Linked DNA regions of Mus musculus: regions 1, 2, 3, 4 and 5 are each linked to region 6. Evidence: chromatin contacts called from public ChIA-PET, HiChIP or PLAC-seq and promoter capture Hi-C data. All regions are on one chromosome and are shown on one strand. Each heading gives the region's core, a stretch centred on a gene start, on an enhancer-like site or on the middle of the called end of the contact. The rest is flanking DNA. Distances are from core to core; before and after follow the strand shown.

Evidence for each region. Promoter capture Hi-C pulls out the DNA fragments that hold promoters and counts their contacts. ChIA-PET counts read pairs in DNA pulled down with a chosen protein or histone mark. HiChIP or PLAC-seq counts read pairs in DNA pulled down with a chosen protein or histone mark.
Region 1: a contact with region 6 is called in a promoter capture Hi-C map of pre-B cells, with 2.7 times the contacts expected there. The contact joins the promoter of Ctsl here to the promoter of Ercc6l2 in region 6. A contact is called at or near these places in 1 of 39 promoter capture datasets (pre-B cells) and 2 of 9 other capture datasets (adipose tissue and liver).
Region 2: an RNA polymerase II ChIA-PET map of memory CD8 T cells shows a contact between it and region 6, with 15 read pairs. The contact joins the enhancer-like site here to the promoter of Ercc6l2 in region 6. A contact is called at or near these places in 1 of 39 promoter capture datasets (pre-B cells), 4 of 484 Hi-C or Micro-C datasets (CD4 T cells, natural killer cells and regulatory T cells), 1 of 115 datasets of contacts at active chromatin or transcription factors (memory CD8 T cells) and 1 of 9 other capture datasets (liver).
Region 3: a contact with region 6 is called in a promoter capture Hi-C map of pre-B cells, with 6 times the contacts expected there. The contact joins the enhancer-like site here to the promoter of Ercc6l2 in region 6. A contact is called at or near these places in 4 of 39 promoter capture datasets (cranial neural crest, hippocampal neurons, liver and 1 more) and 2 of 115 datasets of contacts at active chromatin or transcription factors (the 230-238 cell line and pro-B cells).
Region 4: a FOXA1 HiChIP or PLAC-seq map of pancreatic cancer cells shows a contact between it and region 6. The contact joins the promoter of Fbp2 here to the promoter of Ercc6l2 in region 6. A contact is called at or near these places in 1 of 39 promoter capture datasets (cranial neural crest) and 2 of 115 datasets of contacts at active chromatin or transcription factors (astrocytes and pancreatic cancer cells).
Region 5: a contact with region 6 is called in a promoter capture Hi-C map of hippocampal neurons, with 2.3 times the contacts expected there. The contact joins the enhancer-like site here to the promoter of Ercc6l2 in region 6. A contact is called at or near these places in 4 of 39 promoter capture datasets (the HPC-7 cell line, cranial neural crest, hippocampal neurons and 1 more), 1 of 484 Hi-C or Micro-C datasets (pre-B cells) and 1 of 115 datasets of contacts at active chromatin or transcription factors (the 230-238 cell line).

The regions. Positions count from the first base shown.
Region 1 is chr13:64,368,958-64,374,153 of GRCm38.p6, forward strand. It overlaps Ctsl (cathepsin L), which reads right to left and starts at 1,563. Exons shown (of 8, transcript NM_009984.4): 1 at 1,279-1,563; 2 at 71-207. The coding sequence starts at 196.
Region 2 is chr13:63,240,755-63,245,673 of GRCm38.p6, forward strand. All of the region lies in intron 13 of Aopep (aminopeptidase O), which reads left to right. Among named protein-coding and RNA genes, the nearest start is that of Gm16907, 54 kb to the right of the region's middle. Within about 2 kb of position 2,992, at least 106 of the 459 cell types and tissues checked have an H3K27ac peak or open chromatin away from gene starts, as enhancers often do. A contact at or near this core is called in memory CD8 T cells, natural killer cells and regulatory T cells, where this site is marked.
Region 3 is chr13:62,878,431-62,883,631 of GRCm38.p6, forward strand. All of the region lies in intron 1 of Fbp1 (fructose bisphosphatase 1), which reads right to left. It overlaps Gm38679 (a long non-coding RNA gene), which reads right to left. Exons shown (of 3, transcript XR_873587.2): 1 at 4,037-5,201; 2 at 1,272-1,338; 3 at 1-1,201. Among named protein-coding and RNA genes, the nearest start is that of Gm38679, 4.0 kb to the right of the region's middle. Within about 2 kb of position 1,946, at least 138 of the 459 cell types and tissues checked have an H3K27ac peak or open chromatin away from gene starts, as enhancers often do. A contact at or near this core is called in the 230-238 cell line, liver, pre-B cells and 1 more, where this site is marked.
Region 4 is chr13:62,855,013-62,860,061 of GRCm38.p6, forward strand. Fbp2 (fructose bisphosphatase 2) reads right to left here and starts at 3,388. Exons shown (of 7, transcript NM_007994.4): 1 at 3,116-3,388; 2 at 1-54. The coding sequence starts at 3,285.
Region 5 is chr13:62,904,972-62,909,928 of GRCm38.p6, forward strand. No RefSeq gene overlaps it. Among named protein-coding and RNA genes, the nearest start is that of Gm40981, 10 kb to the right of the region's middle. Within about 2 kb of position 2,765, at least 43 of the 459 cell types and tissues checked have an H3K27ac peak or open chromatin away from gene starts, as enhancers often do. A contact at or near this core is called in hippocampal neurons, where this site is marked.
Region 6 is chr13:63,812,377-63,816,995 of GRCm38.p6, forward strand. Ercc6l2 (excision repair cross-complementing rodent repair deficiency, complementation group 6 like 2) reads left to right here and starts at 2,864. Exons shown (of 19, transcript NM_001013608.3): 1 at 2,864-3,141. The coding sequence starts at 3,099.

The sequences.
Region 1 (5,196 bases), core at 313-2,812, 560 kb after region 6:
CAACCAACCAAACAAACACTTCCAAGGGCAAGGAAGACCATTCTCTCTAGACAATGTAAACACTACAAACCGTGCCATACAGTCTTCTGTGTGTGGACTTCCACTGGTGCCACTCTGCACTAAAGGTTTGATCAAATTTTGGAGTAGCTAAGGCTGTTCCCAAGCAGAGGACAGCCAAAAGGAGTAAAAGATTCATGGTTCAAACACCTAGGGAAGGAAAAAGAGGAAATGAGAATCCCACGGAAGCTTTCTCTTTTAAGGACAGTTTCTCATGTAGTTTAGGCTTTAAACTTTTTCAATGACCCATCTCTCAAGTTTAGGGATCCATGAGCCACCAGCCCAGCAGTAAACCGTTCTGAGTTGAAGCATCCTTGCACGTGTTAACAAATGTGATTATGAGTGGAGAAAAACAAGTCAGGAATTAATCTTTGGAGGTTCCTAGACTCTAGCTACTGAAACAAAAACAGCCTAGTAGTCATTGGAACAGGGGTAAACCCTTTTCTCTTGCTTTTTTTTTTTTAAGGATTTATTATTATACATAAGTACACTGTAGCTGACTTTAGACGCACAGAAGAGGGTGTCAGATCTCATTATGGGTGGTTGTGAGCCACCATGTGGTTGCTGAGATTTGCACTCAGGACCTTTGAAAGAGCGGTCAGTGCTCTTACCCGCTGAACCATCTCGACAGCCCCCCCCCCACTTTCTCTTATTATAGCGCCACGGTAGTCTTAAGTCTTCCGATATTGTATGCGTCAGAATCTTAAGAGGACAACTGGGTCCAGGTCATTTATTGACAAGTATTAGTGACCCCAAGTGGGCATACAGGAGTACCCAGAGGGTGGGTTGCCACCACACACTTTAACGCACAGCTGCACATCAGGCGAACTGAAGCCTCAAGGCGATGCCTCCTTATGCGATCTCAGTTCGGGTTAGGGGCCAAGCTGGGCCCGTCCGGGGGAGAGGGGGATGGGCGTCCGCTCCGCGCTCGCGGCCACCGCCCGCGAATGTTATGGCGGCACAAGGAGCCCTGGGTCCCGTGACCAGCTTGAGGGGGTCCCGCTGTCCCTACGGGTCCCGGCAGCCCGGAGTCACATGACCTGATGAAGACCCCGCTCGACAACAAGGGCCTATCACTTCGGGGAGGCCGAGGACACATCCTCGAGATCCTGGCCCATCCGGGGGTCTCCAGTCCGGGTTGCAGATGCTATGGTTCCCACATTCTAGATTCCCCTACCTGCCCTTGCTCGGGAAGCCTTTAAACCCGCGGGGGTCACTCACCTGAGGCGGCTAGCTGCGCACAAGAAGTCTGCAAACTCGGATCCCCGGAGGTCGCCGAGGTCCGAGAATCTGGAGGAACAGCGCCGGGCTCAGGCTTTAAAGCCTCTCAGGCTACAGCCCCGACAGGGCCCGCCCCCGCCCCGTCATTGGCTATGCCTGCCTCGGGGCGGAGCCTGCGGGAGTCCGGGCGCGTGACGCCGCCGGGTCGTAACCTGTCCTGTGGTGCAAGCCTTGGGGCGAGGCTGATCCACTTTGGAGGGTCCACGCCAGCGTGGTGCCTTGGTTCTGTAAGAAAAGCGTAGGAAAAAAAAGGCCTGCTGTGGAATTTCCACCTCAGCCATACCTTTCCTTTTGTATGAAAGTTGTAGATTAAAATGTGCAGGGTGGAGAGTTGCATAACCCGTGGTTTCTGTTTAACCCACAACAATGCTGATGTAAGTGGAAGAAGACAGAGCGGAGGACAGAGTCACCTCTCCAGGGTCTGGCTGGACGGGTGTCCATAGAATTTAGATCAGCACGTGGCTTCTAACGCCGCACTTCCTGCCTTACCTATACATGGATTGTTCCTTAGGAGCATTTCTCTCAAGTCTGGTAGAAATTCTTTTCGTGGCAGGCGGGGACGCGGCGGTGGGGGTGGGGTTGTAGGATGGTGGCTAGAAAAGAAAAGAAAAAAAGCGGTTGAGAACGATGGAGACTGTTTTCCTACTTTACATTATGAATTGTTTTTCTTACTTTCAATTTTTTTCTTTCTTTTTCCTTTTTTTTTTTTTTTTTGTCTTTTCGAGACGGGGTTTCTCTGTGTAGCCCTGGCTGTCCTGGAACTCACTCTGGAGACCAAGGCTGGCCTCGAACTCAGAACCGCCTGCCTCTGCCTCCCAAGTTTTGGGATTAAAGGCATGCGCCACTTCTGGAATTTGATAAATTCGCTGGAAAAGATATAAGTATGTGTTTGAGATAGGGGTTATAGGGTTTAATAATGTAGACCAGGCAATCACAGGCATCCTGGTTTTGCCTCTCAAGAGCCGGGATTAAAGCTATCTCCGAGCTATCCGCTTTAGTTTCCTCTTCCTCACTCAAGAAGAGTAATATTTAATAGAAGGCTGTAGTTGTGTAGCTTGAAGAAATTACTTGGATAGAGAAAAAATATATATACAGGTATAGGTAAGATTGAAAGAAAATAATTCGGTAAAGTGTAATTTTTTTTTAGCCATATAAGATTTTTTTTATTGGCTATTCTGTTTAGAAGCTTTATAATATTTGAGTTTGGTTAATTTCAGTATGTGATTTTTAAAAATTTGTATTGTCTTTTTTTTTGTTTTGTTTTTGTTGTTGTTTTTGTTTTTGAGACAGGGTTTCTCTGTGTAGCCCTGGCTGTCCTGGAACTCACTCTGTAGACCAGGCTGGCCTCGAACTCAGAAACCCGCCTGTCTCTGCCTTCCAAGTGCTGGGATTAAAGGCGTGCGCCACTACTGCCTGACTTGTAATGTCTTTTATAATAGTATTTAAAATATTTTCTGAGACAGGGTTTTCAGTGTAGCCTTGGCTGTCCTGGAATTTGCTCTATAGATGAGGCTGTCCTCAAAACTCACAGAGATCCGCCAGCCTCTGCCTCCCAAGTACTGGGATTAAAGGAGTGCGCCACTACCTCCTGGCCCTAAAAGAAGTATTTTTTTAAAAGTGATTTAAAAGATCACGTTCAGGGCTTGGTGAGATTGCTTAGTGTTAAAGAGTTGCCTGAACCCAAGCCTAAGTTCAATCTCAGAGATCTATATGGTGAAAGAAGAGAGCCAAAAGTTGTTCTCTGACTTTTGTATGTGCTGTTGGCACATGTACACCTCCCCGAAAATGAGGCTTTTGTTGTTGTGGTTGTTTTTTGAGACAGGATTTTTGATTTCCTGGCTGTCCTGGAACTCCCTTTGTAGACTGGGCTGTCCTGGAACTCAAATAAATCTGTTTCTGCCTCCCTAGTGCTGAGATTAAAGGTGTGCATCACCATACCTAGCTGCAACATGAGTTTTTAAAAAGTGTCTTAAGAGGCGTGGTGGTGCACGCCTTTAATCCCAGCACTTGGGAGGCAGAGGCAGGCGATTTTCTGAGTTCGAGGCCAGCCTGGTCTACAGAGTGAGTTACAGGACAGCCAGGGCTACACAGAGAAACCCTGTCTCGAAAAAAAACCAACCAACCAAACAAACAAAAAAACCCCAAAAAAACTTTAAAAAGCATATTCATACTGGGCCTGGTGGCAGATGCTTAAATTCGAGCACTCTCGAGGTCAAGCCAAGCAGATCTCTGTGATTTCTTGAGCCCAGTCTACATAGTGAGGGCCAGCCAAGGCTATATACTGAGACCCATTTCATAAGACAACAATGAAAAGAGTATTCATTATGGAAAAAATAATAAGCATTCCTTGTCTCCTCCATAACTATTTTCTAGTTTTTTTTTTTTAAACAAAAACGAGGTGAGCTCAGTAGTTCAGAACCCTCCCTGCTTTTCCAGAGGAAACCATCAGTTCCCAGGACCCAAACCGAAGCTTACAAACTGCTAGTAACGTTTAACTCCTTGGAGGATATGATGTTCTCTCCTGGCTCCTGCAAACAACTGCACACGGGTGAGGAAGAGGCACACAGGCAAATGGACTTAACTGTGAAGAAGATAGATACATTTTGTGTGCTTATTTAAAAAGAACAAAGTGAAAAAGACAAACTTTCTAGAAACACAGGCAATTATCTATCTATCTATCCACTTATTTATTTTGAGACAGTCTTACTAGATGTAGCCCTGCTTGGCCTCAGGCCAAAAATCTTTTTGTTTCAACCTCAGGCCTTACAAGCATCTACCACCAAACTCAGCTGGAATAAATTCTGTTGTTGATAGAACATGATTTTGGACAAGGCCACTGAGTTATATTTTCACATCAAAAATCTGTTTTCTTTAGCAGCCAGGTGATGGTAATGTATACCTTTAATCCCAGCACTTGGGAGGCAGAAGCAGGTGGATCTCTGTGAGTCCAAGGCCAGCCTGGTTTACAGAGTGAGCTCCAGGACAGCCAAAACTACAGAGAAAATTTGTCTCAAACAAACAAAAAACAAAACAAAAAAAAAAACAAAAGAAAACAATTTTTAAACTCTTTTTGATGGCAATAATCACAATTTTCAAAATAATCATTCATGGATGGGAATAAGGACACAACACAATGCAATGGTGTGGAGAAGCACACTTAGAACTTGCTATAACAAGAAGACACCATAAAGACAAGAAACTGATGCTTTGGGGTGAGGGTGGGAAACCATTTGCGTATGTATGCCCTGATTGATTGGAAGTTGAGAGAGGAGTGACCAGAAATGGAACATCTATATGATTGACTTGGGGACTTGGGTTTGGAGAATATCTCTGGTCTTCCATCTCTGGTGTTCTCAGGTTAGTCCAGGGTAGGAAGTAGAGGAAGAAAAATGAAGTCATTAGCTATTGAGTAAGTCCTGCCAATTCAGAGCCATTCACCCAGGCAATTGTTTCTTTTCTTCTGTGGGTCAGATTCTGTGGCTGCTTAGTTGTTCCTTTGTATGTTTGTTTACTCAGTCTATCACAAGCAATCTAAGTTATTTTAACACGTGGGTTTTACAGCTGCCTTTGGGCCATGGCTCCCAAGATTGCACTGGGTGGAAAAACCTGCCTCTATTTTAAGCTTTGTGCCTTGAGCAACAGCCTGGCAGCAGGCCAGGCAGAAGTGCTCTAAAGAAGGCATCCTCTTGTCTTTTTGTATGTGGGTATGGTTGCACTGGAGAAAAGCATCAGGCCCTTCTATGGTTCCCAAATCTAAACTAAAGCCAAAGAATATTGACTGTAGGAGACATGGGAGACAGATAGATACTAAATAGGAGTGAAGGCCACTATTATTCTAAACTAGAGTGTCTCTAACTA
Region 2 (4,919 bases), core at 1,742-4,241, 570 kb before region 6:
TTGTGAATGCGTGGGGTTGAAACTTGTGATAATTTGAAATCAGGTGAGTAGCCTGTTAGCCCTTTTTCTTACTTACTGGAAAGGGGGCAAATGTTAATGACATGTTTTGGTTTTGTCAATTTTGCTTAAATATACTTTTGCAGTTGGGCGGGCAGGAAGACAGTTATTGCACTAAGGGACTAAAATAGCGGTGTGTTGTTCTGCTGCTGGGATAGATGATGAATCACTGGGCTCTGAAGCCAAATCCTCGCTGATAACTATGCTACCAGCTCCTGTGTTGCCTTAGTATGGGCATTGAGCGTCTGAGAACATGCACAGAGCTCACGGTAATGGTGATGTGAAGTTTCAGTATGCACTTGAGGGCACTCAGGGCCACTCAGAAGAGACCAGGCAAAAGAACTAGCTAGGCATATTGCTGGAGACATGCAAGGGGCTCAAATTATGTGAGAGTGCTCTCCCTCCCAGCCTTGTATAGAGCAAGCTGTGTGTGTGTCAACTAAGTTAACAGTGATAAGAAACCAACTCTTAAACTTACGGCTTTGGAGCCATACCTTAGATGCTATGGCAGGTTGTGATTGTTGTTCTCTCACAATTTAGGTGGCTTTAAAAGGTTTGTGACTAATGAATGAGATCATAAAATAGCTAAAGAATGAAAACATGGTATGCCTAGCACTTGAACAAATGTTTGTAGGTATAATTATTAAGCAAGAAATAAGATCATCCACACATGGAAATAGGAGGCATTATCGAGTACTTGGTAATTCCACTACCAAAATCTGAAGCAGTAACTGTCTCTAAGAATTGGGGAGGCAAAAACAATGGAGGCCTCCATCTTCCAGTACAGTGGAAGCTCTCCCCCAACCATCCCTTCATTGTGCCCAGATAGGCCCACTGGAAAAACCACCTCTGACTTTGTTCCTAGACAATGTGGGTAGTGGTTTTAAAGAACTTGAAGCTGAATTGGATGGCCTTCCCTTCTAGGAGTGCAAGGACATCTGGTGTGCCCAGAGATATGTGTTTGTGTGGTATCCCCACCTCTTTTCCCCCCCGGCTAGCCCAACAGGCACTTTCCCTGTCACACCTGGGAGAAGAGTCTGACAAGGAAGGCAGGCACTGTGCAGGACCAGGTGAGCAGTCAGATCTGTGACCCAAGGGCATTAGAGTGCAACCTGAAAGGCACAGGACCTAGGGGATTACTGAGGTGAGCGTTCATGCCAAGTCTGGTGCTAGGACTTGATCCTGTTGCTGGGGGGCCTTGAAGTAGGTCGCTCACTGTTGATTCTGATAAGTTGCCTGGCTTGTACCTTAATACCCAGCACTCAAGAGGCAAAGGCATGAGTTTAAGGCTAGTCTAGTCTGCATAGTTTCAGGACAGCCAGGGCTGTGTAAAGAGATCTGTCTCAAAATAAAATAAAAAGGAAAACAAAATTTGAGATGTCTGCTGGGCCACAAGCAAGTTAACACATGTACTTTCTGTGCCCCACTGTGCATGTGTCTGCGTTCACTGGTCTAGCAAGACTGAAATAAGAGTGTTCATGTCAGGCATGCATGTTCTAGACCTAGCTGTTGTCTGCCCCTTTGTCTTCTTTGTCCTTGCCCTCTCCCCTGATGACCAGATGTCCTCTCTCCATGTCCTCCATTCCTCAAATGTCCCCCACTTGAGGCTCTCAGAAGTCAACCCAGATCAGACCAAACTGGACTGGGCTAGGTGGATCTGGCCGAATGGTCTGTGGACTAGATCCGAGTGACTTCAGCTAAGTGGCCGGTACTAACTATGCTAGGACTGCAACGTTTTCCTTCCATGGGTGGAGGCGGCTCTTACTGCCTGGTAAAAACAGAACTGTTGGGATAACTTGAGAAAGGAAAACAGCCACGGCAGGCAGCAGGCCAGGATCCGAGCTGTGTGGAAAGAATGCCATTTTATGGGAAACATTTTGTTTTACCCTTAAAGAAATCATCTCAGGCACTAAATGATGGGCATAGTCTGATGGAGCTTGAAATATTAGCTGAGAGTTTGAGCCAGAAAAGCAGTGCAGTGAAGTCTGAGCTGTGAAGAAGCAAATGGAACAAGCTGAGTGACTTTGCCACCTCACCCTGTGAGTGACTGGAGTGCTTTCCTAACTGCCCTGGCCTCATGTCCTGTCTCTCTCTGGCCATTCCTGTTATCAGGAAGCCATCTTTAAGGACTTTATGTACCCATCTGAAGGACCATCATTCTTCATTCTCCCTTTTACATCTCCACAGGATGTCCCTTGACATCCCTTTCCATGTTGTCCTAGCTTCCTATCTCTGCCACGGCTGTAACCAGATTACCTCAAGCCCGTGTCCTCTCTCCTGCTCCTGAATTGTTTCCCACCCACTCTGATGTTCTTCCTTTCTCTGTTATTTCAAATGCTTGTTATTTAGTCTGAGTAAATTTGGCTACAAAAAAACGAGAATGTGCATAGCACACAGACTACAGTCCTGGGCTAGCTCTGTGGGGCTGGCTAGAGCTGTGATTCCAACAGTGAAAAGAGTGTGTGTGTATGTGTGTGTGTGTATGTGTGTATGTGTGTATGTGTGTGCGCGCGCGCACGCGTGTTAACTGTAATAGCTTTTGCTACATGATCTATTATTGACTTTGGAAGAACACATTAACTTTTAAACATAAATTGTGTATCACTATTATACAGTAAGAATTAATATTTTAAGGTATGTACATGAAAATAGAGTTTAGATAACTTCATTATTCTAAGAACTAAAATATATAACACAATAGCACCTTATGCAATGGTATATTTTAAAGACAATGCACTTGGAGTTTAAAGAAAACTCTCTATTGTAAGATTCAAAAGACTCCGACTTCTTGATTACTGCACATTTAATAACTTAGAGAAAACCCCCTTTGCCATTTCCATTTTAGCCTTTGTGTGCATGCTGAGATCAGAAGTATTCATAGGCTGGCTTTCCAGCCACTGGGGTGACTCACAAGCCATCCTCTGTGTCTGGTGTATCTGAAGCAAAGGTCCAGAGGGTGGTGAACCAGCCTTTGTGAGTCATAGTGTCACCGAGAGCCGACACTGTTGACTTCTGTCACAATTTGGAGCTTACAATTTTCTTAAACTCATAGTGATGTGTCCAGGTTAAATATAAAGACTGAACAGGGGAGTGAGGCACATGGCCCGAGCTGTTCATGGCCCATAGCGGCAAGTAGTCAGCTCTGTCTCTTCTCCTTCTGATAAAATGCTAAAGTTTGGAGCAATTTAATCTGTTTTTACAACACCTTTCTTATTACACACTTGACTTGGAGCCACAAAAGCAGTGGTGATCTCTGTTGGGGTGAGAATGCACCGTGACTTTTAAGTCTGTGAATTCAGGGAGGTCTACATTCTGTTTACGCCTTTGAGACGCAGTGTGCACTTGCTACACTTCTGCCGTGTGTGTGTGTGTGTGTGTGTGTGTGTGTGTGTGTGTGTGTGTGTGTGAGAGAGAGAGAGAGAGAGAGAGAGAGAGAGAGAGAGAGAAAGGGAGAGAGAGAAAGCGAGCGAGCGCGAGCGCACCCAGAATGTTAAAGGTAGGTGATTTAGGCTTGAAATAGTTTGTCACAGTGTTTGTCTTTTGTGACATAAGTCTTTTATATTCTGTTGTAATTCTGGAAACCAGTATTTAAGATTTTTGTTTTGTTTTAAAGTTACTTAACTCTTTACTGGACTCACAGCAGCCAGTGGCGGCTGATAGACTTCAATCACTTGTAGCCCTGGATGCACAAGCCAGTAGTAAAAGCAACCCTTGAGAGCTGGGAGCATGCAGCCAAGTGCCCACAGTTACTGGTAGCCACTCCCTGCACCCAGCAACCTGGTGGGTATGGGTGGCTGCCCTTATACCTGAGGCAAGGCTCCCCTGGAGTTTCCTAGGCATGGTGCCCTTGCCTCTTTTAAGAGTACTGTTGCTTTGTGAGAATCCATAACTAGTCCACACTTGCCGAGCTATGGTCTCATACAATAGCTTCATTGATTCTTGATTTCCATAGAAAAGCTTTATGGGTTCTAATGAATTACCAGCCGCCCTTCACCTCCTCAGAGAGTGTCTTTGTGTCCTGGGCCTTGCCTTTGGAAAAGGACTTATGTGAGTGATGGGTGCAGAGTAATTAATGAAAGTTGTTATGAAGCAACCAAGCCGGGGAGGGTTGTGTGTGTGTGTGTCTGTGTGTCTGTATGCAGTTTACTGTATTGCTTAGATGCTTAAGTAATCCTGTGTACCTGGGCCTTGTTTCTATACCTCTTCCTACCCTTGTATTTATAATAAATCTTTAACAAATACAATATTGAACATTCTATATCCAAATCTCATGTCAGATCAAATCATGCAAGATCTTGACATTTTTGCTCTCTTTAAGCTGGACCAAGAGAAAATTGCTATATTTTGTAGCCTCAGGAAGACAGTCTGGTTTGTGTAATGTTATACCATTAAATTTTCATCTGTTCCCTAGACTGATTCTTTTTAAGAGTCTACAACTTAAAACCAGAAGAGATTCTGACATCTCTGTGTGTTCTGAAATCCCTGCCAGCTTTAAACTGGTCTAACAGGAAAAATTAAGACCATGACCGGCTGCCCTCAGCACTTACTCCTAACAACAGTCACCCGCTCGTCCCCACGCACCTCCTCACAGCCTCTCTGAGTGGAACCATTAATGCACCCATAGCTGACACTTGCCGAGTGTCAAGCCCAGTTCTGAGTGATTTATGTGCAGCAGCTGACGTGAATGTCCCACTGAAGCCCGCCACAACCCACACAAAGACAGTGCAGACTGCATCGGACACTCTGTGTACGTTGGTGCAATATTAGCTAGTCAAGTAACTGCTACAAAAATAATGCTTTGGGCAGTATCCTAAAATTCTTAGTCCTCAACCACCAGCACAAAGCGCACATTTCTAAATTGA
Region 3 (5,201 bases), core at 696-3,195, 930 kb before region 6:
ATTCACCTTAGTGCAGTGGCCACCAAGTGACACCACTCCTCCATCAGAGCTCCTTTTTGCTGCCAAAGAGACCTGGGACAGGGGAGCCTACTGGGGGAAGGGTAGCTGAAATTCCTACCAGAGGGGGATATAGACTGAAGTGGACACCTCCTGGTGTGAAGCAGGACTTCCAGAGGAGGGAGAGAGACAGCAATCCACCCACAAAACCTTCAACCCCAAATCTGTCTTGCCTACAAGGTGTGCAGGGATAAAGATGGAGCAAAGGCTGAGGGAACAGCCAATGGATGACTGCCCCAACTTGAGACACATCCCATGTGAGAGCGCTAACACCCGACACTATTAATGACCCTCTGCTATGCTTGCAGACAGGAGCCTCGCATAACTGCCTTCTGAGAGGCTTCATCCAACAGCAGATGGAAACAGAGGCAACAGACCTACAACCAAATAACAGGCAGAGCTTGGGGAGTCTTGTACAAGACTGAGGGATAGAAAATGAACAAGTTGGAGGGGTCAAGGACACCACAAGAAGACCTACGGAGTCAACTAACTTGGGCCACTGGGGGCTCACAGAGACTGAACCACCAGCCAGGGAACTGGACATAGCTCCCCTACACATTTGTAGCAAATTTGCAGCTTGGTGTTCATGTAGGATCCCTAACAAGTGGAGTGGGGGCTGTCTTGGTCTCTGTTCCTTCCATTGGATCCCCTTCCCCCTACCTAGACTTCATAGTTTGGACTCAGTGGGAGAGGATGTCTAGATGTCCCAGAGTGGAGTGGTACCCAAGGGGGATCCCCCTTCTCTTAGAAGAGTAGGGAACAATGGGAGGAGAAATTTGTAAGGGTAGGATTAGAAGGAGAGAAGGGAAGAGGTTGTGATAGGGATATAAAGTAAATAAAAATAAATTATTGGAAAAAGAAAGAAAATTAATCATCACACACATGGAGTTTACCTTCTCCACACAATTTCAGATCTGCACCCACAACCTCTCCTTCAGAAACCATGAGTCTCTGCAGAGCATCAGTCAAAGTTCCTCAAGCATTGTAAGGTAAAGAAGCAGGGGTCTCCACAACCCGTGTGGCTCTTGGAGCCTGTCTGACCCACTGAACCAGTGTGACCTCTCGAGCTTCAGGCACACTTCAGGAGGACTTGGGAGTGGGAGGGAGGGCCTCCAAGTTCTGCAGGGAGCTTCCACACCAGCATCTGTAAACGGGAGGGGAAGTCACCAGCTGCCCTCCGTGGGACAAAGCCCCTCACACACCACCGGGCTCACCTTGGTTCTCCGGGACCAGATCAGGGTTTTCCTGACCATAGAAGCTTTTTCTGAGGCCAGCTGGGCCCTGCTACCAATGAGAGATGTGAGCACAGAGAATGAAGATAGCAAGGGCCTCAGCCGGGCCCAGCCCCTTCTGCAGCCTCCCAGGATAACTCAAGTCAGTACCAGCCTTCCAAGAGGCCATGGCTCCCTCACTGCAGGGGAAGCTTGTCCTAATGGGAGTTACTTCAGAAAACAAAGGCAACAAGCTGTTCCCCAGCTCCCTTTTGTTGGGTCTCAAAGGACAAATGTCAAAGCACAGTGGTTATGAAAGAGGAAACAGCTGGAGGACTCCCCAGGAAGCAGTGGGCAGAACGCAAAACGGTGGGGTGCCTGCCCAGGCCTGAGCACCACTGGCTACTAATGTGGGCAATAGAATGTAAGTGCCCAACCCAGTCACAGACAACCTGCCCGCATACCGGGACCCTGAACCCTGAACCTGGGGTGTCAAGCTCATTAAATCTGCATTTCAGATATGCGTGGGTTATAGCTGGCATTCAAAGGTTTCTGGCAAGGCCTGGGCATGTGCTCCGCATGCTTTAGCATACAAAAGGTTCTAAGATCAAGCCCCAGTACATTTGCATATAGCCCAGTCAGGGTTAGGAAATCTGAGACTAGAAAAGATAACAGTGACCAGCACAACACAGTGACTTATCTCTTTTGAAATCTCTGTGTCATGTCTTGGCTGGCTGGGCCAGCCCAGGAACTACTCTTTTTGTGCAGGCCTCTTCCTGAGGAAGTGGCAGCCTGCTTTGTTTCTGGTGAGATCTGATGCCGGAACTGGGGCTTCCGGGGTGTAAGGTAAATGCTGGGGGAATTCAATTCCTTAAAGGAACTGACCTTACAGCTGAGGCATGGTGGCATACACCTTTAATCTCAGCACTCAGGAGTCAGAGGCAGGAGGATTTCTGAGTTCGAGGCCAGCCTGGTCTACAAAGTGAGTTCCAGGACAGCCAGGGCTACACAGAGAAACCCTGTCAAAAAACAAACAAACAAACAAACAAAAAAAAAAAAGGAACTGACATTACCAGAGCTGGCACATCTGAGAATTTACAGTTCTTGAGCCTGAACAAAAGAGCATTTCTGCACTGGAGAGATGGCTCAGTGGTTAAGAGCACTAACTACTCTTCCAGAGGTCCTGAGTTCTAATCCCAGCAACCATATGGTGGCTCACAACCATCTGTAATGGGGACCTGATGCCATCTTCTGGTGTGTCTGAAGACAGCTACAGTATACTTGTATAAATAAATCTTTTTTTTTTTTTAAGAGTATTTCCTTCAGCTCATATCTCTAACTCCAGGAGCAAAATCAAAGCAGCACAGGTTAACATTCAAAGCTACAGGCTGGAGCTCCAGAGGTCGGAAATTCCAATCTCATCTCCCCTACGTGCTTAGCAGCCCTGTGTAAGTCACTTCACGCCTCTTGGTGTCTTGTCCTTCAACTGTAATGTGGGGATACAGACATCAGCTTCATGGTACATAGGGAAGGGGGAAAATTAGTTGATAGGGGCCAAAGGCTCTAAATAATACCCCTGTTTAGACAGACATTTAAGAACTATTATCATCCTACTTCATCTCTGGTCCTGTCAACATTAGCACATCCGTGCTCAAGAACAGGTGAGGCCCTAGAAAAAAGTCAGCAGCACAAAGACCTGGGTTCAGATTCTCGCTGTTCCTTCTACCAAGTATGTGACCTCTGTCAGTTTGCCTAAAACTCCCTGGCTCATCAATATAAACTTAGCCAGAAACAGGGAGCTTGGCAGACCTGGGCTACCGATGTGTCCCTGGGCACGCCTGACTTCCTAAAATGACAGCCAAGGTCGTGCTTACCAGATTCCCCAGAGCATCCACTAAGCAAGCTTTTGTCGATGGGTGGGTGAGAGATCAGTTCTAAATCTCTTTGGCAGACAAATTCTAAGAGGGCGGCTGGCCAGCCGACACAGGATTGTCATCACAAGTAAATGGCACGAAGAAGAGAACAGCTCCTGTAAGGTCCTGTGACATTTCACTAGGGCCCTATTGCAATCATCTGGCCTTCAGCTCAAAAAGTTAGAGCTGAGGAAAATGTGTCATCAAGAGCCTTAGACCAGGGCCGGCTCTGAGACCTCCGGAAAGCAAACATCCTCTTCCTGGAGTCCACAGACTAAAACCAGTATTAACAAGCGCTTTGTAAATCTCATCTCTTACTTATACTGTCAAACTCAACATTTTACTCAGGTTTTTTTTTTTTTAAAGACTTTTTCTTTTTAATTTTAAGAATTATTAATTTTATTTTATGTATGTGAGTATACTGTAGCTGTCTTCAGACATACCAGAAGAGGGCATCGACCCCATTACCAATGGTTATGAGCTACCAAGTGGTTTCTGGGAATTGAACTCAGGTCCTCTGAAAGAACAATCAGTGCTCTTAACCACTGAGCCATCTCTCCAGCCCTTTACTCAAGTTTTTAAAGATATGAACTGTTTTAATTAATAGAAAATCGAATTCCTTAGAGTGTGGGTTAATTTGCTCAATATGTTTAAAATCTTTGAAAGTTTGGATTAAGTATTAGTATTTTATGCAAAGATTGCATATGATTTCCAGTGCAGCAGGAGGCCTTGAAGCCTCTAGCATTTTATAAGCAGATTTAAATTTTCACAGAAGAACGAATGCCTTGAAAAGCTTGGCTATTTTAATTTTTTTTTGAGAATCTCATACATGTATACAACAAAATATGAACATACCTACAACTCTCCCCACATGATCCTTCTGACTTCATGTCATTAGTAGTAGTAGCATTACTATCCTTTTATCCAGTTAGTTCTGTACTCATATGTGCACGGATATGGGACCATCCACTGGATCATGGGAATTTTACAGTCCCACACTCTCCAAATAGAGTAAGTCTCTCTCCCCTAGCAATAGCCATTGCCACCAGCTCCTCCGTGAGGGGCGGGGCGGGGCAGGGCAGGAGATCTAGGATGGAATTTTGCTTGATCCTGTGCTGGGTCTTCTGGAGGGAACCACGGCTGCTGCAGGTTCATTATTTTGATAGCCATGTCATGTCCAAACCCTAGCTCTTCACGGCGCTCCTTCCCATCCTCTGGTGCTCACATTTCTGCTTGCCTTCTCTTCCAAGATTTTCCCTGAGCCTTGGAGGAAAGAGAATATAGATGCTCTGTTTGGGACCGAGCATGTTCAGTTGTTTACCCAGTTCTGCGTCTCTCCACAACTGCTCCAAAGAGGAGCTTTTTGGACCGTGACTGAGAGATGCCCAGGTCTGTCAGAGCCAGGAGCTAGGTTGTGGGTGTGTGTGTTTGGGGGAGGGCTATGTAGCCTAGGCTTGCTGTGCATTCCAGAGTGACCTCGAACTTGTGATCCTCCTGCCTCCATGCTAGACAAGCACCTTACCACTGAGCTGCAGCCTTAGCTTCCTTGAGCAGCAAGACTGAAACCAGAACTGCCACAGGACGGACAAAGCCCTATCAGACACTCTAGACTTTCTGACTGGCAGGCTATTTCCCTCCTTCTAGTGTCTATACCAGAGTAGCATCTTTGGCAGCATACAAGTGGCCCACACTGATTTTCAGAATACCCAAACAAGGACAAAGTGGGCTTGGGGGAGAGAGACGAGAGAGAGAGGAGAGAGAGAGAGAGAGAGAGGAGAGAGAGAGAGAGGAGAGAGAGAGGAGAGAGAGCGAGAGTGAGGGAGAGGGAGAGAGAGAGAGAGAGAGAGAGAGAGAGAGAGAGATTATGGTTTAAATTACTGAAGTCCTAGGTAAACCTACCTCTACCCTGTTATTCATTGATCCTGTGGCAAATGACCAACCATTCACCCAGTGGTGGAGAAAATCCTGGGGTTATTTGAGAAATACTTGGAAGAGGTGTCAATCAAGCTCTTTCCAAGGT
Region 4 (5,049 bases), core at 2,138-4,637, 960 kb before region 6:
TCCAGTTTCTTCACCTCATCTCCTGTCACATTCACGCTCCCCGAAATCCCATACCTAAGAAGACAAGGGTAGATTAAGTCACCGAAGGGGTCTTAATCCCAGCAAAGAATGTGAGGAGCCCAAACCAACAGTACAGGTACCCTTCTCCCCCGTGCCTCTTCCATCTCCAAATTATAAATACATAGGGAGCGTGCTATGACCCAAAGCAGTGATACTCAAGGTTACTTCCTTTGCACCTTGGGGGCATTGTCACGTCTCCTTGGTCTTCCAAGGAAGTTGACCAGATCCAGTCTCACTAAAATGCAGACTCCTGCGTGGCACTGGCAGCTAGAGGGAACGGGAGAGCCCCTAAGGATAACTAAGGGTACCAAAGAGTGGATGGTCATAGCTTTTCGACACTGGAACATCAAGCTTCAACTTCAAACATCTCTACAGAGGCTTGTGTTTTAGAGCCATAATACACAATCTCCTCCTCACACCTCAAGCCTTCAGGGTGTCCCCGATAACCTCGGGCTCGTCTCACTCTGGGCTGCTTTAATTCTGTCAATCTGAAGCAAATTCGAGTCACCTAGGAAGAGGGAACCTCAATCGAGGAATGGCTTCAGGAGATTGGCCTGTGGAAACATCCGTTTTCTTTGTTACTGACTGATGTGAGAGGCCCACCCAACTGTGGATGGTGTCACCCCTGGGTGGGTGGTGCTGGGTAAGCCAGTAAACAGCGTTCTCCGTGCCTTCTGCTTCAGTTCCTGCCTCTGGGTCCCTGCCTTGAGTCCCTGCTCTGACCGTCCCCCCACCCCCCACGCCTCCCCCCTCCCGCGCGCCCCAGTGATGGACTGCTTTCCTCCTCCAAGTTGCTTTTAGTCCTGGTGTTTATCACAGCAATGGGGAAGCTAACTAACCCACACTCAGAGCCAGGTCCTGCTGAACTATGGAGAAGGGGTGGCAAAAAAAAAAAAAAAAAAAAAAAAAAAAAAGCCATTTGCCCTCTTCCCTTCCCTTTAATTCCATTTATTTGTTGAAGAAATCCTCAGGTGATGCGAACAGGTGTCTCTAGTTGAGAGCCGCGTATGGACGCTGACGTCCATAAAAGCACCCCTCCCCTTTCTCTAACTGACGGCGTCCCCTCCCACTTTACTCCCATCCAGAATTTGATGTATGGTATGATGAGCCTTGGGAAACAACCTCACGTCAAACGTCATGACCTCAAAGGCTGTTACCCCTTGGTTCAAAACGGCAGCGTGTAAGCAAACAAATAGAACAATTAAATTGGTTTGCTCTGCCTCAGGATCACAGTCTCCTATGTAAGCAGCTGTTGCTGGGGCATGAAGAGCTGAGCAAATGTGTACAGCCTGCCACCTACTGGCCATGTGCGTGAATGCTGCCCAACACATCTGTAAACCACGAGGTCCTGTCACGATGCCTAAAGGCTGGACACAGCTGCACTGGACAAGGCCAGGGTACCTGCAGCCCCTGTCTCCTCCCCACCCCCGTGGCTGCTCTCTGTGTGAGGAGGTTAGGGTTTCCCCACTATGAAGAGCAGTCCAGGGACCTAGGACTCTGTCTGACACCACTTCCAGGGCTGAGCCTGCCACCAAGTGGTCAATCACCACATAGGCCAGTCTGTAAGTTTTTCCTCGAATGGTCTCAGAACCATGGTAGCTAATAGTGGGGCATGTCTTGAGTATTTATCACTGTCAGAACCATAGCCCTAATGACTTACTAACCCTTGTAACAGCCCTTTGTGTTAAAACTATTAGTAGCTCCCAGATTTACAAACATGGAGGTCTTAGCGAGAATAAACCATATTCCACAGCTACAAGGTAAGAAAAACCAAGTTAAATAAAGCACTTAACTATCTAGACCTTCATGGCCCTTGGTCGGATGCTGAACCACTGAGAAGCAGACTGTGGCAGATACACAAGGAACGCTGCCAAGAGAGTTGCTGTGGAGCCGAGAGGCCTGCACGGAGGAGGGGTTAAAAGTGTGGGCAAAAGTCCTGAGTGGCCACAGGAAACCGCCCTAATTATAGCAGAGCGGGAACACAGGAGTAGCAAAGACGCTATCTAATGTTACTCGGGGATGATCTTCACACATGCAGGCAACGCCCATTCTGGAAGCATGTTCTTAAAGGCAGAGAGCGCTTGGCCGTTCTTGCCGAATGAAGTAATCACACAGTTAAGGGACAGCACGGGCCGGGGAAAGAGCCAATCAATCATCTTTAATTTGGGTCCTGTTATCTGTTCCTAAACACGTACATAGTAAGCTCTGTGGTGGTTTTATGATTGCAATTATGAAATTAATGCTGTCACAGTTTGGGAATAAAGGCACCACACGATCGAGAATAAACATTTTAAATAGGTGGACTTTGTTGGCTCTTCTTCGAGGGTCCCCCCCCCCCACACACACACACATGTATGTCCCTTCCTTCGACTTCAGAGGGGCCCTTCACTGGAATCAAAATGGAAGTCCAAAGGAAGTGATTTCTTTTCATCATGCCTTAAAACCGTACTCCTGGCTGTGGCCAAGAGCAACTCCAGCATGAACGTGGCCCTGTTTTGCAAAAGAGAACCAAGCAAAGGTGCTCTGCTGTGCCTGCCCCAGCCCAGCCTGTCCAGATTCCTGAACACCACGTGAAGATGGAGAAAACTGAGCCAGGTTCTTTTCATGACAGTCAAGCCCCCTTAACCTGTGTTCTGGTGATTTCTACCCCACAATACTGACAGAGGTCATGACAACTGAACACACCTGTACGGGGTAAAAAAAAAAAAAAAAAAAAAAGGCATCAAAACACATTTTAAAGTCCCATTAAGACTTTGCAAATATAAGTAATGAGAATTCAATATAGGTTTTGAGGCAACAAGCTATAGTGTTACCATTATAATCCCAAGTAACCGGTAGTCACACTTTTCTCTGCAGTTTGTTGCTAAGCAGTTTTTCCCTTTCCTTGCAAAACATGCCAAAGGCTGCTTTATCAAAGCAGGCTTAAAGAATTTAAATGCAGTGTCCTTACGGCACAAAGAGCAAATTAGCTTTGGACCCCGTTTCTAGCACAAGCACCGGTCTGTGGCTTCCACACCCTGGCTTGGGTTGCCTGCGCATGCTCTCCAGGACTTACAGGTTGGCCAGGCCGGCCTTGCGCACTGCGGAAGAGATGGCTTTGATGGCAGTCAGCATCGAGTTGAGCAGCTGGGTGAGTTCTCCGGTCCCTTTGGCCTGTCGCCCCTTTTCCATAACGTAACGGGTCAGGGTCAGCATGTCTGTCTCAAAGGGGCTTCTGTCCGTCATTGTGCAAATGAGATCCCAAAGCCTCCCTTTGCTCCTTGTAGAAATCCTTGCTCTCTCAAGGCAGCAGCCTCACAGCCTACTCGTTGAAGACACACCTGCACTTGACTGTGCCAAAGTCCGAGGGAAATGAACCCCACCCCACGTGACTCAGATAGCCGGACAAGCCCTCAAGGAAACTTCCCTGGCCTCCCTCCCTGACGGTGGCAGCTGCCACAGTGCAAGAAGCAGGCTGTAAATAGTACTGCGCTACAGGGAAGGGCTGGCCTCAATCTCTACACCCAGTTTTGTTTTGTTTGATCCTAAGAAGCCAGGATCAGCCACAGGTGAAAGAAGACTAGCTAATAAAATGACTCACAAATTCCTCCTATGGGAAGCAAGAGGGCTTTCTGCAGCTAGCCGCCACTGTGTGTCATTCTGCACGGTTGAGACTCTCAGATGGCATATTGGCAGATTCTTTATCTGGGGCATAGGTCACATAACAAACTAATGGCAATCCCAGGGTGACTGGAGCAAGAGTTCTTTCAGGCTTGCTTCTATTAAGCATGTGTAACTGGAGGGATGAGGAAGATAATATTACATTCCTAGCAGAGTGTCTAGTCTCAGGGTTGATTTGCCAGTTTCTCTGGATTTTTATTTTTATTTTAAAAACCCTTGATTTGAAAACATACATCAGGACCGCACTGGCTGCTCTTGCAGAGGACCTGGCTTTGGGTCCAAATACCAACTTTTACTCTAGTTCTGGGAAGCTCCAGTGCCCTCTCTGACCTCCAGGATACCAAGCATGTAAGTGGAGCATGTGTAGGAGACAGACACACGAAATGGTCTCATAAAAAGGTGACCCGTCCAGCAGGTCCAGTTATTCGAGGGTCTCGAGGGGACCTCCTCCTAAGAACCAAATGGGGGGTAGAGAGGGACGAGGGCCTTGTGCGAATAACGACACGGAGACCTTCTAGAATGCATCAAAGCCCCCAAATGTATTAGTCAGGCCTGAGGTTTAAATGCACAAGCAAAAGGGGAAGTGCCTTTCAGCAGGAAGGATGGGGCAATAGAATTGCACAAGGAAAAGGGGAAGTACAGATACTTATCAGCGGGAGGGATGGGGCAATACAAGCAAAAGGAGAAGTACTTATCAGTGGGGGAGGGGCAATAGAATTGCACATTCTTAGGCAGTTACACGTGGAAGCAGGAACTTGGCGGTATCAGGGTATCTTGAGGTCAGGACATCCGCGCTGACTTAGGGCTGGAACAATCTGTGGTTGTTCTCGGAGCGGTGTGCCGGTGGCCCGCTTTTGACCCTCTTTTCTTCTCGGGGGAAGAGGCCCAATTCAGAGATCAGGACAATAGTGTTATCTTAATAGCTCCCAACAAAAACGCTTAAAGAAATACTTTTTAAAGGTGACCTAGAATTAACTGCTTAGAGTTGGCCATGCTCTCTGTTACTGTGATATCCTAACTTTCTCTGATGGCAGACAGACCTGGCTCTGGGTCCCAAGCTGGCTACCCAATATGTGGATTAATTTGAGAGTAATGCTCAACATGTAAGACTGTGCTTTCCTCATAAATTCAGACAACAACTGGTGGAGTGGCTCTAAGTATTCAAAATCAGTCGGTGTGCCTGGTATCCAACTCGGTGTCTTAGAAACCTATATCCTTCCAGCTCTTCAGTGTACCTAGAACTATAAGCATACATATAAATAATTTCAATATCTCCACCTACTTGGAGAGCTGAGTCAGGAGAATTCCAAGTCTGGGCAATATGTCAAG
Region 5 (4,957 bases), core at 1,515-4,014, 910 kb before region 6:
CAATCTGATGAGCTCCAAGTTCAGTGAGAAACCCTTGCTCAAATTAAAAAAAAAAAAATGTTGGGGGTGATTAAGGCATGCAGACAACTGAGACTGTTCTCCACAGGCATGCACACATGGGCACATGTGAACACACCAAACGTTATTTTCTAGTGTTCTAGAAATGCCACATTTGCTTTTCTTTCTAGAGGAAGCTTGCAGTCAACCAACCTCCCAAGAGAGGCCCCATAACGCTGATCTCCTCAACCCTGGCCACGATTAATTGGATCACAGACCCAGCCAAAGCCAGTTGTGAGCTCAGGCAAGCATGCTAAGCTGTACAGCAGTGCCGAGTGGTACAGCAGTAAGTGTGCCAGGTGGTCCCTGGATTCATTGTGGGAATCTGAAATAGCTAAATCCCAAGAGACTGAGACCAGTTTGATGGGAACAGCCCTCTGGTGGGCACAGCATGACAAATGTGCCAAAGGCTGCCCTTTTGTGAAGTGAAGAGGGGCAATTTCACTGAAGAACTGAAGAAAAAAAACAGGAGGGTCCCCAGGGGACCATGTTCCTTGACATGAGAACCTTGGACACACACCCTTGCCCTCCGGAAATGGCTGCTGGAAGATCCCAGTATCAAGAAGTCAAGGAGAGTACCCATTTCTCTAAGAGCAAAGGAATGGAGGAGTCTTTAGCCAGATTCTACAGAGCAGAGCTGGGCTTTCTTTGCCTGCAAAGGGCCAGAGAGGTTTGTGTGCCATACTGTCCCTGTCACAATTCTTAAAGCTGCCCTGGTATAGAAACAGCTATGGGCAGAACACGGTGAAGCCAACACTTCCAACACTCAGCAGAGCCTGGCAGACAGCTCTGTGTGCCACAATCAGGGGTGTGCATTAGATTCTATTTACAAAAAGATGTCAGTGCATTATAAAGGAGAAGCAAAAGCATCCAGTGGCGCCCCAAAGTTATAATCTCTGATGTATCGCAGTCCTGTGACGCTACAGAGGTGTTCTTATTTCTTGTGAAACGTCAGACTGCAAGCTTCACAGGAGACAGCCATGATCACATCCCATTCATAGCTCCCCCATCCGAATGTTATCTTGTAATATGAAATTGCCATTTTAAAATTGTACCCTGGTATTCTAAATACAGGGTTGATGAAGATCTGCTGGTAAAGAACTAGTTTCACTACCAACCTCAAGGAGGACATCCCTCATTCACAAGAGAGATAAAAACCTGGATTATACCCCAATGTGGGCCTGAGAACGTCATCTTCCTGTGTGACAAGAACACCCACCACACTGTGATGAGAGGTTTGAAAATAATTCCAATTTACATAAAGCGATTATACAACATCAGAGAGGGGGAGGGGGAGAGAGAGAGAGAGAGAGAGAGAGAGAGAGCTCTTTAAACTCATGTCTGCCTGTTCAAGTCTACAGTTCAGTTCATATCATACCCACCAATGTGGCGAGAGCACAGCGTATTTTTGGTTATTCCGTAGAAAACCAAGGGTAGTAACTGACAGAGTCAAGTCCTAGAGTGGGAAATCACTCCTTTTAGAAATTACGTTGAGGGGCTGGTGAAATGGCTCGGCTTTTGAAGACTAGGCTTACAACCCAAACATTAAGAAACCATCTTGACTCATTGATGGAGAGATGCTCATTCTGTAATGTGCTCACCATGGAAGCACGAGTTAGAGCCCAGAACCCTTTAAGAAATGCTGGGCAGGATAGCAGGGACAAGTCGATCCCTGGGGTCCGCTGATCAGCTGCTCTATTCCAACTGGTGAGCACCAGGCTATTGAGAGACTCTGCTCCCCCTCGACCCAAAAGGTAGGCAGAGCATGGAGAAAAACATTGGAGGCCGTCCTCTGGCCTCACACATGTACAAAAGCATCAAAGATCATATCACAACCATACAGAAATCTATAAACATGGAGATGCAGTCACTGTGTATTTCTAAGTAGAAATACATCTGAGTGATGATATGATGGTGCACACCTTTAATCCCGGCACTTGGGAGGCAGAGGAAGGAGGATTTCTGTGAGTTTGGGACCACCCTGGTCTACAAAGCAAGTTCCAGGACAGCCATGTCTCAAAATTAAAGAAAGAAGACGCTGAGATAATCTTTAAAGATTCAACAGAGAAGTCTCGATGAGCGGCGGCGGCACGCACAACGTGGACACAGGACACGCAGTGGGATGCATAGCATGCTTCAATCTACTTCCAAACTGATATACATTAATAACCAAGAGCCCTACCACAAAGCCATATAATGACATCTGCTCTTATAACAGCAGACAAACTGGCAAGAAGGAGCCAGACATAAATAACTGAAGAGAAGTAAGGAGATTGTGGTCCAGCAGGCGGGGAAGGAAACAGTGGAGGTCAGCGTGCTGGGAAGCACCTCACCCTGATGTCCTCTGGCGCTCAAGATCACCTCCCAGTAGCATCTTCGTGTCAATCACACATTGATAAACACTGGTAATGGGACTGCTTGAGAGAAATGGTTCTCTGAGGAATTCATCTGGCTTTTAAGTGTAGCTCCATTACAGGATTACATGGCGCCACCAAGTCCAATACCCAAGAAGAGAGAACAGAAAATGGGACCCAAGTTGCTCGGGCAAAATGACAAAGGAGACGGTTCTGATTCTGTGGCAGCAGATAATATTTCCTCCTTCCCAAGAGCTATGGTGCATTTTTAAAAAGCAAACGGAATAAAGATGTGGGCGGGAAGTTCTTCCGTGGGATAAGCAGATGGGGAGGAAGAAAATCGAAAGCAGGTGAACTGCCAGAGAAAAACGGCAGTCCCGGAGAAAAACATCAAAATGCGAGCATTCATTATATGCCAGTCTTCGGGAAATGAGGGGTAACAAACCAGAAAAATAGTAATTTAGTGTAGGTTGGGCAAGTGATTCTTTGCCCAAAGGCAACGAAAGAGAGAAGCAAGCATCTTTAAATGCTGGCAATTACGCAGATGGCAGAAAAAAAAGAAAGACTGAGTTTCATTCCCGCATAGTAAGGGAGGGTACTGGGAAGGTAGAGCAATCTGAAGTGTTTACAGTTTTGACATAGCCTACAGCTCAGCAGGCATTCAGAACACATTATCTGCGCTGTGAAAATTTACCCTCAGAAATTACTGAAATTAATCAAGAAGTTAAACATTTATTAAAAACAAGCTTGGAAGTTACAGGAGAAAGGTCAATTGAGAGGAGCCAAGCCAGACGGAGTGTGCGTGCTTCTGCCTGTGAAATGCACTGTTTGCTTAGGAGCAAAGGTTCATGAGCAAATGAAGCATGTGGAGACTCATGCGCATTCCCTTTGGGGACTCTCGTCTGCACTTGGGAAAACAGCTGCTGCTGTCAGCAGTCCTTGAAAAGAGCAGCTGATGCAACCCTTAACTGACCTGGGGCCCTTGACCCCTCTGTGACGTTAATACTCCGCTTGAGCATTTGGGCAACATTGCAGATTAAATACAGCCCCAGGTTGTTCAGGCCTCAGTTACCAAGGTCTAGACTCCAACGTCCAGGTAGTCTGCCCCTCCCCACACCCTTTACGCCACAGGGTAAGCACACAGGAGACCTCTGAGCCCACACAAGGAGGCTCTGCTTTGCTGCCTTAACCCAGAAAGAGAAATAAGCTACGGGGAGGCAAACACTCAAGAGAGATTTTCCTCATGATCCCTAATGCACCCCTGGGGGGGTATTGTTGGGGGGGGGGGAGGTAGAACTAGGATTCAACAGGAAGAACTTCCTCCCATATTATACCAAAATGAGGACATCTAGAACTGTCCCATGGCCAAGAGGAAGAAGCCGTAAGGAGAGTGCCCTGCCTCATTTTTACCAAATCACCTTTGCACAAGAACCACCATACTGGTGTCTTAGAACTTTTTGTGGCTTTTGTGTGTGTTTGTTTCCAGTACTGGGAATTGCACCCAGGACCTTGCACGTACTAAGAAAGCATGCTTCCACTACTCCTTGCCCTGGAGCAATACTTCATGGAAAGCAATGAGATCACTTTTCAAAGCTGTCCCTTTAGCATCTTTCTGTTAGCCTAGAACTTACATCTTGGAGCTGCGTGGGACTCTGAAGGGTCTGTGTGGGGAAACAAAAGAAAATTATCCATAAGCTGGAGAGCTAGAAATATCTCTGTTCAAATGTAGACTTTGTCACTTACGAGCAGTGTGATCAAGGGCAAGATGCTCATCCACCAGACCTCAGTTTCATCATTTGCAAGACAGAAGTCTACATTCTGCAAAGGCTTGATGCAATGGCTTATGGGAGCTAATGTGTTTAGAATAGTTACAGTAGCTCAGAACACCCTCCCCTAGGAAACAGTAGCTGGTGCTATTAACTCTCATGATTGTTAAGTACACAAGAATTTTGTAACACAATTTTTCTCTAAATGTTGTTCATTTTAAATGCTGATGTGAACGTCAGTCTGACTCACACTATGCATCCTCTGTGCTTTGTGAGAGATTCCCTGGTAAGCTATGGTGAAGTCAAAACCGGATCAGTAACCAGGCTGGGGATGTCTGTAGCTCGGCTGCTAGAGTGCTTGCCTGATACTCACAAAGCCCTGGCTTCAGTCCCCATCTCTAGCACACACACAGTAATCTCAACACTCAGAAGGTAGAGCCAGGAAATCAGTTCAAAGACATCCTTGGCTGCATAGCCAGTTCAAGGCCAGCCTAGAATACATGAGATCCTGTCGCAAAAGATAAGGAAGAGGAGGAAGAAAGGGAAGAGAGACATTGCATACAAATATCAAGAAGAAAAATTAAAATTTTCCTTTCCAATTGAGTTGGGGGGGTTGCTCTTTCAGCAAATACCTCCATTCCCAGATGAATGAGAGACTGGGATCGTCTCTGAAACCCAGTGTGACAATGTTGATGTTTGTACATTCTACAGTTCCAGGAAGCTCAAGGGATGGTGCAATATATATTTCCAAGAAGAGCACACTGTGCAGAACATCTGCGC
Region 6 (4,619 bases), core at 1,614-4,113:
AAATAGGCACATGCTTCTCTTTTTTTGTTGTCTAGGAAATCCCCATTTATATGTGTAGACATGTACGTGCAAATATACGTGCATGCACACATGGAGGTTGATAATACATATCTTCCTTGATCATTCTCTACCTTATCCTTTGAGAGGCTGTCTAAAACCAGAGCCGACCGAATGACTAGCTAGCGAGCCTAAGGAATCTACCTGTCTCTCTCCCTCCAAAACTAGAGTCAGGGTTATAGGTACAAACACCCATACCTAGGCTTTGTGTACAGATGTTGGCAATCTGACTTCAGGTCACTTTACTGACCAAACCATCTTCTGACACTAGTTCTTGTTTAGCTGTAGAATTTTCAGGCTTATTATCTGACATGAGATAAAATACTACATCAAAGTAGTACAGCTTTAGTTTTTCAAATCTAAAAATCTCTTCTGAACACTATTTTATAGACATCATATGAGAGTAAGTCAGGAGGGCTGGGAACATAGCTCAGTGATAGAACACATGTCTACCACACACAAGACCTTTCGTTTGAGACACAGCCCCATATATCTCAGGCTGCCCTCACACTTGCTATGTGGCTGAGGATGACTTTAAACTTTGATCCTTATGCCTCTATATCCCATGTGTTTGTCACCACTCTGTTTATGTGACTCTGGGGATTGAACACAAGGTTTTCATGCAGGGTAGACAAGTACTCTATCTACCAACAGCACCAACCCTTGATTTGTAAATGTTAACATTTAATTTACTTATTGGCAAAGGATATAGATCTACTTCATTTCTTTTCTCTTACTATTACTTAACATCTTCTTCCATCTACCTTATATCTAACAATATATCAAGAAAGGCTACAACCCAAACTCACCTAACACTCTTATGTTTTCATACCTATTGTTTTTCATGAGATTTTTGATAAATCCTTTTTTTTTTTTTGGCATTTTCGAGACAGGGTTTCTCTGTATAGCCCTGGCTGTTGTCCTGGAACTCAATTTGTAGATTAGGCTGGCCTCGAACTCAATAAATCCATTATTTTAAAGATTTATCACATAATATATATTTGCCTTTTATGTTGTGAACATAAGTAGAAACCAATTTTAATAAAGTATTGCAGGGTTAATTATATTAAAAGTCTCTTTGGCATCCAAGTAAAATTCTTTTGAAATGCTTATCATGACTGTTATTGGGTGCTAGATGTTGAGCCTAGGGTCTCATGCATATCAAACATGCTATACTACAGTTATATTTTTGTAGTCTAAATTGTCTTAATGTTTGCTGTGTTATCAATTGTCAGTGGTTTTGCATGCAATATAGTCAATCCAACAACACTTATACTGACTTCAGAAATATATCACAATTTCACCTTGAAGTAACTGGCATCCTAGTGTTGGAGGTTTACAACATCAGCATCCACACAAGAGGATGACAGGCAACCGACAAGAACAAAAGCTACCCTAAGGGCAGGATGCTTAACCTTTAAGACATGTTCATGTTATGACTGTTCCCATTTCATTAAACAGGACAATCATGGCAATGCAGTTACATAAGAGACACTCAAAGGTGAGGAGTCGTCTTGTTAGCTAGAAGGATATTCCTTTAACAAGGTGATTTCTTTCATTTCAATGTTTATTTTGGATTTATCAAATCACTTGTAGTTTCAGTAAGGCCTTACATCTTAAACCAACAGGCAAAGGCCAGCCTGGTCTACAGAATGAGTTCTAGGATAGCTAGGGCTACGCAGTGAGAAGGCCTGTCTCAAAATCCCTGCCTCCCCCCAAAATTTATTTAACTCTTTATTTTTTGCAGTTACTCCCCTTTATTCAGGCTGTTGTTACTAGCTAAATCAATATTCCTAAATGTTTCTCTTTATAAAGCTTTTCCTATTGCTTTGCAAACAAGTGACACTCTTAATATAGCACTCCTTTGAAAATAGTCTACTAGTCTTAGTAGTATCTGCAAAGAATGGAGATCTCTTTGTTGAATAGGCATATAGTATATACAAATAAGATCCTCCAGTAGGCAGGATAATGATCCCCAAGAGGAATTTGTGTCTCTAAATCCAGGAACCCATACATGTTATCTTACATGTCAAGGGGCCTTTTCTGATGTAGTTATGAGTGTACACCTGAAAATAAGATTATTCTGGTGAGCTCAAAACAAACAAACAAACAAACAAACAAACCCCCCCAAAACCCAAACCCATTGTGGAAGGCTCAGGAAATGCACTATCCTTGGCTTTGAAGAAAGAGGTCAAGCCAAGGAGTGGAGATTCTTCCACTTTCTAGGAAGGAATGCAATTTCTCTGACTTCTGGATTTTTAGCTCTACGAGACCCGTACACAGGCACAGTGGCCTAAAAAAAAAAAAAATCACAAGAATTCGACATGAAGAATACATTTGGCTTCACGAGCTTGTTCAGGAGATGTTGGGACAGGCAAAATCCATTCAGCTCGTGCGCAGAACGCTGTGCTGGAGGCAGCAGGCTGCGTGGTGTGTGCTTCTCTCTCAGGGCGAGGCACAGTCGCTGCTCTTCTCAGATGGCGAAGAAAACCGAACCCCAGGGGTTGCCTTGTTTGTGCACGAGTGAGTTACGATAAAGTAGGCAAACCCAAGAAAACGCCCTCTTAAGGCTCGCCTCCTGAAGCTCCTAGACGACAAGGCCACCACAGTGTCAATGGTCTGTGCAGGGCTCACACTGTCTTTTTCCGCCCTGGGAGGATGTCACACACCTCAGGTCGTGGACTCCCTCAGCGAAGAGGGTCGAGGTCGCCGACTAATGCCAAATCTCGCGATATTTGGGACGTTCGCGAACTGCGCGAGGCTGACCTCGTCTGGAAGGGAAGCCGCTTCCGCCCGCTGAAAGGCTAGTCCATCTTCTCGCGATATCTGGAGGGAGGCGAGCGATGGAGCGCAGAGGCGCTCGTTCTCGCGGGATTTACGGGCTCTGGCGAGCGTTGGCTGGTCGCTGAGGTGACGCCGCCGCGTCAGGCCCCACATAGCGCCCCCCGCTCCGGGCGGGCGATGCCCGGCAGCCGGCCCACGTGCCGTGCTCTCCTCGCCGCCGAGAGCGGCGGGGCTGCCGGGTGCCTGCCCCTAGCCCGATGGACATCTCCGCCCCGCAGTCCCGCGCAGACTCCCGCAAAGGTATGAGCTCCGAGCTCGCGCCTCTGCGCAGGCACACGTCTTCAGGGCACTTCCGGAAGCGGCTCCCGCGTGCTTCCTGTGATTGACAGCTGCGGGTTTCGAACTCTTGCCCCGCGGGAAGTCCTCGGCTTTGCGACTCAGCCGCCTGGACGAAAGAATTTAGTGCTGTCCCTCACAGTTACTCGCCGAGCAGTGGGAACAGACTCCTCATCTGTAAAACGAGGACTATTGCTTCTTGTGACTATTAGATGAGATGAGATGCAAGTGACTCCACTTTTGACCCTTGGCGTTCAGTAAATGTCATTTTTGTCTTTGTATATGCCAGTTATTAGTCAATAGCAGGGATCTGTTAGGTAGATGATCAAAGGCCTATTTATTTAGTTTAGTTCACTTACATGGCGTATTGAAGCAGAATTTTGCCTCTAGTAGATCACCAAGAGCTTTTGAAAGTGCAGTTATCTCACAAGCCATCAGGGATGCAGACTTGCCCTCTAGCTTTTATTAATAAAATTGATTGATATAACAGATTACAAACTTTGTGTATATGTGTGCATCAGGCATGTGAAAGTCAGAGGATAGCTTGGGTGAGTCAGTTCTCCTTATGAATTCAGAGGCTGGAATCCAGGTCAGCAGTATTAGCAGCAAGTTGGCTTACAGATGGAGTCAACCTTCAAGCCCTGACAGAACAGATTTACAACTGAGTGTTCTGTGCCCAGGAATCATTGGGTAAATCTTGCTCTTCCTTTGAGGAAGATATCTCATGAAAGTAAGCAGGTGCTCAATGCTAATTTCAGGGTAAGCAACAAACCTTGAACTCGTAGGACTAAAAATTGGTCATGTCATAATTAAGGGCCCACAAATAGAAATGCCTTTATGAATCTGACTGCTAAAGGCAAATGGTGGATCTTCTAAGTGACAGTGATGGGACTGCTATGTTTGTTCCTTGATGCTATTAGAAGATTTAGTCACTTTTGGTATTTTAGGGGGAAAATTGCTGATGGGAAGAACAGATCACTCAAGAGTGTCCAAGAAGGAAGTATGTTTCCTATGTTGGAAGCAAACAAAAAAGGCACTTTGGAATTGAGAGAGGCATCCCAATCATTAGGAGCAATACCCCCAGTCCTACCTTTCAGAGAAAAGTCCTCCCTTGATCAGCAGTTCCAATCTCTGTAGTAACAGAATCATTATTCCTGACTCCAACTTTATCTATTTGGTTCTAGAAATAACCCAAACTCAGGTACAAAGGTGCCCATAAAAGATGTCCTGGTGTTTTCCACATACATACAGGTCTACCTGAAAATTTTTTCTGAAATGTGTCTCCCAATACTTCTTTTCCATAGCACTCTGTTCTCTTCTTCCAAAGCACCTTTTGCCATTATGTTTATGTCTATGAGTTTTTTAGGGGCTATCTCACTAGATCAATAATTTGTTTTCACTTAAAAATTCAGCTTATAGCCGGGCGTGGTGGCACACGACTT